Linked DNA regions of Mustela erminea: region 1 is linked to region 2. A link is a contact called in public Hi-C data. All regions are on one chromosome and are shown on one strand. The core of a region is the stretch at or near the end of the contact, and the rest is flanking DNA. Distances in the headings are between cores, read along the strand shown.

The links. Hi-C and Micro-C count contacts between places; a contact is called where the count stands out from the background.
Region 1: a Hi-C map of spleen shows a contact between it and region 2, with 5 times the contacts expected there. The contact joins the promoter of DYNC1H1 here to the promoter of PPP2R5C in region 2. A contact is called at or near these places in 2 of 3 Hi-C or Micro-C datasets (skeletal muscle and spleen).

The regions. Positions count from the first base shown.
Region 1 is chr5:143,848,548-143,851,247 of mMusErm1.Pri, forward strand. DYNC1H1 (cytoplasmic dynein 1 heavy chain 1) reads left to right here and starts at 1,309. Exons shown (of 78, transcript XM_032345314.1): 1 at 1,309-1,737. The coding sequence starts at 1,482.
Region 2 is chr5:143,702,561-143,705,260 of mMusErm1.Pri, forward strand. It overlaps PPP2R5C (serine/threonine-protein phosphatase 2A 56 kDa regulatory subunit gamma isoform), which reads left to right and starts at 1,381. Exons shown (of 15, transcript XM_032345306.1): 1 at 1,381-1,569. The coding sequence starts at 1,543.

The DNA of each region.
Region 1 (2,700 bases), core at 59-2,558, 150 kb after region 2:
GAAGCTCATTTAGATCTGTTTGGGCATATCACACAAAGGTGGACTGACGGAGGGCCGGAGGACGGGGTATTAACCTGCCCCCTCCTCCATGAGCTCCTTAAAGACAAGAATCATCTGATTAGTTTCTGTGTTCCAGCACACCCCCCGCCCCCAGGGCTTGGCATTGGGTAATTGAGCAAGGAGAAGCATACTGTATGTTTCCAAGTTTTCCAAAGATGATTTGGGGGAATCGAATCATCCCATCACCATCCTACCAATCGGGACTCAGCTCTGTGACTGTGCACTCTGTTACAAAAATAATGTCTTTGGCTTCCATTCCTCCACCCAATTTAAGAAGCAAGTTATGAGTTTGAATTTTCAAAGGCCAATTAATGCTCCTTAAAAGAAACTGTCATCACTAAACCAAGAATGTGGGCAGCCTGGACTCTCACCCTTATGTCTTCTCAGGCTAAGGGAGGAGATCTAGGTGGATGGGGGGTGTGGGGAGCTTTAGCTGGCAGGCATCTCCGCCCCAGAGGCGGAGGCCCATGGAATGACAGGGCCAGCCCTCGCTGCTAGGAGAGCATCACTGTTCTAGAAAGATGCTCACACCGAGGTCTCCCCCTAGGTCATCACGGCATCCCAGGGGGAATTATCTCATCATTAGCAGCCAGCATCTACATCTTGGCTTTACCCCACCGTTCAGGTGGGTGTCATCTCCTGGCTGTACCTGACACCGCCTCTGCAGAGATCCAGCCCCAACCTTCAGGCCCCCCTGTCTTTGTAAAGTCTAGTTCCTCCGCTGGGACTGTCCCCTTCCCCACCACCCTCTTTCCAAACTAGCAACGCGTCCAGCCCCCTCATGTCCTGTCCCTCTGAAAAACGTCCTCACTCTTCACGCGTATATCTAATAACACATAAGTCACCACTATGTTTTAGCACTCAACACATTGCAGTCATTCGTCCAACGCAATAATACAGGCTAAATGCTGAGAGCAATGTCGGTCACACGCTAACTGCTCCAAAAACACGTTAGCTCTCGTCACGAACGCCGTTCATTCATTCAATATTCACGGAGCGTCTCGGGCTCTGTGTCGCAGCTGTAGTCCCCGACCACCCTACGCCGCCCACGCGCCAAGTCAAGATCCCACCTTTAGGGTTTGCGCTGCGGGGGAAACGCGGGACCCGCCCAGCGCCGGGACTACAGATCCCAGAAGGCTGCGCGGCGGCGTCGCCGGGGGCCCGCACGCGCGCATGCGCAACGTCGTGACGCCGCGGCGGCGAGCGGGCGCTAGTGGCTGAGGCGGCGGGCCGCGGGCGGGGCGGGCCGGCGGGCGGCGGCCTTTAGGGCGGAGCCGGCGCCCGCTCCCTTCAGTCGGCCGCGGTTAGCGGACGGTCGACTTCGGGCGCCCGTTTCTCTTCGTTCGTCCGCTCGGCGCTCGCTCTCGTGCGGAGCCGCGGCCGCCTGCCCAGCGCTCCCTGCGGGTCCCGAGCGCGGCGCCATGTCGGAGCCGGGCGGCGGTGGCGGCGAGGACGGCTCGGCCGGCCTGGAGGTGTCGGCCGTCCAGAACGTGGCCGACGTGTCGGTCCTGCAGAAGCACCTGCGCAAGCTGGTGCCGCTGCTGCTGGAGGATGGCGGCGAGGCGCCGGCTGCGCTCGAGGCGGCGCTGGAGGAGAAGAGCGCCCTGGAGCAGATGCGCAAGTTCCTGTCGGACCCCCAGGTCCACACGGTCCTGGTGGAGCGCTCCACGCTCAAAGGTGCGGGGCCGGGGCCGGGGCCGGGCGGCCGGGGCCGGGGCTGGGGGAACGGGACGCCGGGACGCCGGACGCCGGACGCCGGGGCGGGAGCGGCCTCCGCGCTGCGGACGCCCTGCGGGGTGGGTCCCCGCGGCCGCCGGGCGAGGCCGGCGCCACACCCCCTGCCAGGCGGGAGTCCCGGGGGTGCCCCCTTCCGGGTCGCGGGGAACGGAGAGCGGGTGGCCCCGTCTTGCCGTCACGCAACACAATGGGCTCGCTTTGTCTGCTCGGGCCTCAAGATGGCCGAGTTGGGTGGAGACAGGGTCTCCCGGGCTGAGCGCGGGCGGAGGCCGCATCCCGGCCTCCAATGTCACATGAGCTTTTCGGTTTCGATTTGTGGCCGGGCCGGGCCGTCCTCGCGAGGGATGTGTCAGGGGCAGACCCGCGGAGCCGTGCGCGGCCTGGGTGTGGGGGTCGGAGCTGACGGGGGCCTGGCCGGCTCCCGAGCGTCCTGGCACTGCCCTGTGCGGACCCGGATGGGAGGCCCAGGGAGGGACAGACAGGGCCGACCGGGGCCGCGAGCAGAGCATCCCCGTTCCAGGTGGATGTGCGCTCCCAGGTCGGCCTCTAGGTCCTCACGGCGTCCTTGCCGTCTGGGTGTATCTCTCTCTCCGTCTGTCGCAGACAGGCTCCGCGGAGATGACTCGCCCCAAGTCAGCAGCTCATTGCGCTCCCTGGACTGGAATCAGCGTGTCGTGTCCAGTACACTGCTGGGTTTCGCTAACCATACCTTTGTGTTTCTGTAGTGCCTAGATGATCCTAATAGTGACCCTGTGATGTTTGAATTTCGTTTGTGGAGTTTTTATTGTTTTATCATTACTATTACTATTAAGATTTTATTTTTCTGTCAGAGCGGGCACAAGCAGGGGGAGCAGCCGGCAGGAGGAGAAGCAGATTCCCCGCTGAGGAGGGACCCCAATGCGG
Region 2 (2,700 bases), core at 131-2,630:
TTCACAAATGAAACGTCACTAATGGGGGGCCACTGCCCTACACCCCCCATGTTTCTTAACTACGTGTTTCGGATAAACCCTTAACCCCCTGAAAACCGAGTCCTCTGCACCGACAGCGGCCGGCCCACGGACACAGCGTCGGCGCGCCACACGCGCGGCCACGGCTCACTTCCAGGCCCGCCCACGACCGCCGGCGCTCCCGGCGCAGAGCGGAGCCGAGCGGCCGAAAACGCTCTGATAGCGACTTCCACGAGCGAAGCCGGGCGCCCGAGAGGACGCGGTCACCTCGCAGCGCCCGCTTCGGATCCGGCCCGGCCGGCGCCCAACGCGGTCACACGCGAGGCCCGTCGGCCCCGCCAGGCCCGTCCGCCCCGCCGCAGCAGCCCCCACGCCCGTGGTGAGCGGCCTCTGCCGTCCGACGGGCTGCGGAAGGAGCGGCCCAAAGTTCCCCTCTTCTTGAGAACTCGTCTCCCCCGCGCTCCGAGCGAGCGGACGGAATCACGTGACCGCCTGGTCACAAGGCAGAGGTTTCCTCACGTGATCCACGATCGAGCCAAATTGAAGAAAGTAATAAAATCCCATTGGCGCCGCTGGAGCCCGACCCGCGGGGCGGGGCCTCCGGCGGGGGCGGGGCCTCCGGCGGGGCGGGGCCTCCGGCGGGGGCGGGGCCTCCGGCGGGGCGGGGCCTCCGGCGGGGGCGGGGCCTCCGGCGGGGCGGGGCCTCGGGGCGGGGCAGAGCGGACCGGCGCTCCCGGGGTGGGCCCCACCAGGGCCCGGCGAAACCGCCGCTCGCGCGGCCCCGGGCCTCCTCAGCCGGTCCGGTGCGCCGGCGCGCGGCCGCCTTTCACCCTGGCGAGCGCGGCGGCGGCGAGGAGGCGACGCCGGGAGGCTGCGGGTCGCGCTGGGCCACGTCCCGCCTGCTGCCGCCGTTGCTGCCATCCGTTTCAGACCTGCCTTTTCCACGCCTGACTTGTCCCCTGCTCTCTGCGTCCCGCACCTGCGCCGCGTGTGCCGGCCAGCAGCCGCCACTGCAGCCCCACGCCCCCTTCCGAGGCTGGGCGCGTCTCTCCCGGCCAACCCTCGCTGCCGCCGGCGCACCGGCGCCGCCGAGGAGGCCCCGCTGAGGAGGCCCCGGGAGCCGGAGCGCCGCTTGGGGGCGGGGGTTGGGGGAAGAGGGAGAACCGGAACCGCGCGCGGGGGCGGGGCCGCGGCGGAGAGCGTTAGGGCACGTGAGGGCGCCTCAGCCAATGGCAGGGCACCTGGAGGCCAGCGGGGCGGAGCCGGCGCGGGGGCGGGGCGGGGGCGGCGGGGCGGGCCGGGGGCCTGGGGGAGGGGCGGGGAGGGGCGGGCCGGGGGAGGGGCGGAGAGACGCCGCCGCCGCCGCCGCGGCTGCCGCAGCCTGTGGGAGCCTGGAAAAGGGGAAGTGCGGGCGAGCGAGCGACTCGGTCCCCGGGCGGCGGCGGCGGCGGCCGGGGGTCGCGACGGCCGGGGCGGGGCCCTGCTGCTGCTGCGGGGGGCAGGCGGTGGCTGTCCGCACCAGCCATGCCGAATAAAAACAAGAAGGAGAAAGTGAGTCCGGGTCCGGGTCCGGGCCGCCCGACGGGCCGGGGCGGCGAAGGGAAGGGGCCGCGAGGAGGGCGGGCGGGGAGCTGCTCGGGAGCGGGGAGCGGCGGGCTCCGGGATCCCGGGGGCGCAGGAGCGCCGGGCGGGGGCGGGGGGCGCCGGGGCCCAGGCCGGGCTGGGGTCCGGACGGCCCGGGCCGGCGTGCGGGGGCGCGGCCGCGGTGGGGGCGGCGTGGGCGCCAGCCCCGGGGCGGTGCGCGCGGTGGGCGTGAGGGGGCAGGTGCGGTGGCGGAGGTGGTTGACCCGGCCTCGCAGACGCCTGGGCAGGGGCTGGAGGGGTGGGGGGCTGCAGCCGCCTGGAGGGACCCCTCACGCTGGCGAAGGATTGTCTGCTCTCCTGGGGAAGCTCTGGGGCTCTGGAATACTATTCTTATCCCAGGTGGCGGCGGCGTTGGCTGCGAGTGTGCTGCGTTACATTTGGGGGTGGTGGGGGGTACGTCTTTGCTCCAGGTGGAGCTCCGTCGCGTCTCCGAGCCGCCGCAGAAATCCCGGCTCGCGGGGCTTACGGTGGGAGGCCAGAAAGCGAGGTGATGCGCACCCATCAGAATGCCCCGCGCGCCGTACATGTGGGTTCATCTGCTTCTCGAAGTTTTCAACGCCAAACACAGATCCAGAAAACAAGGAGGGTCTGGATTTGGGGGCGGGGGTGTCGCGGCTCCGTGTTGGGTCTCTATATAACGGGAGGCAGAATTTCTTGATGGTATTGCTTAAGATTATCCGAAGTTCCGGGTAAACTGTAAATCCGTTTTAAAACTGCATTTTGGTGTATCTGATGTTTAGCCGTCTAAAAATTGAGAAGCCTAATTGATTTGCTTGATGTTTCCCAGGAATCACCAAAAGCAGGGAAAAGTGGAAAAAGTTCAAAAGAAGGACAAGACATAATAGACTCAGAGGTAACTGCTCTCAAATATTCCCTTTCCGTTTTTTCGTGAACTCCTTTTCACTACGGGCAGCACAGCGTGGTGAAAACCAGGCTCTTCTAGAATGTTTCCCTGCACGAGATTGTCTGCGAGTCTCCTTTATAAACTGAAATTTCAGTTCTTTCGGTTTTCGTTATTTTAGTCTGGGAAAAGACGGA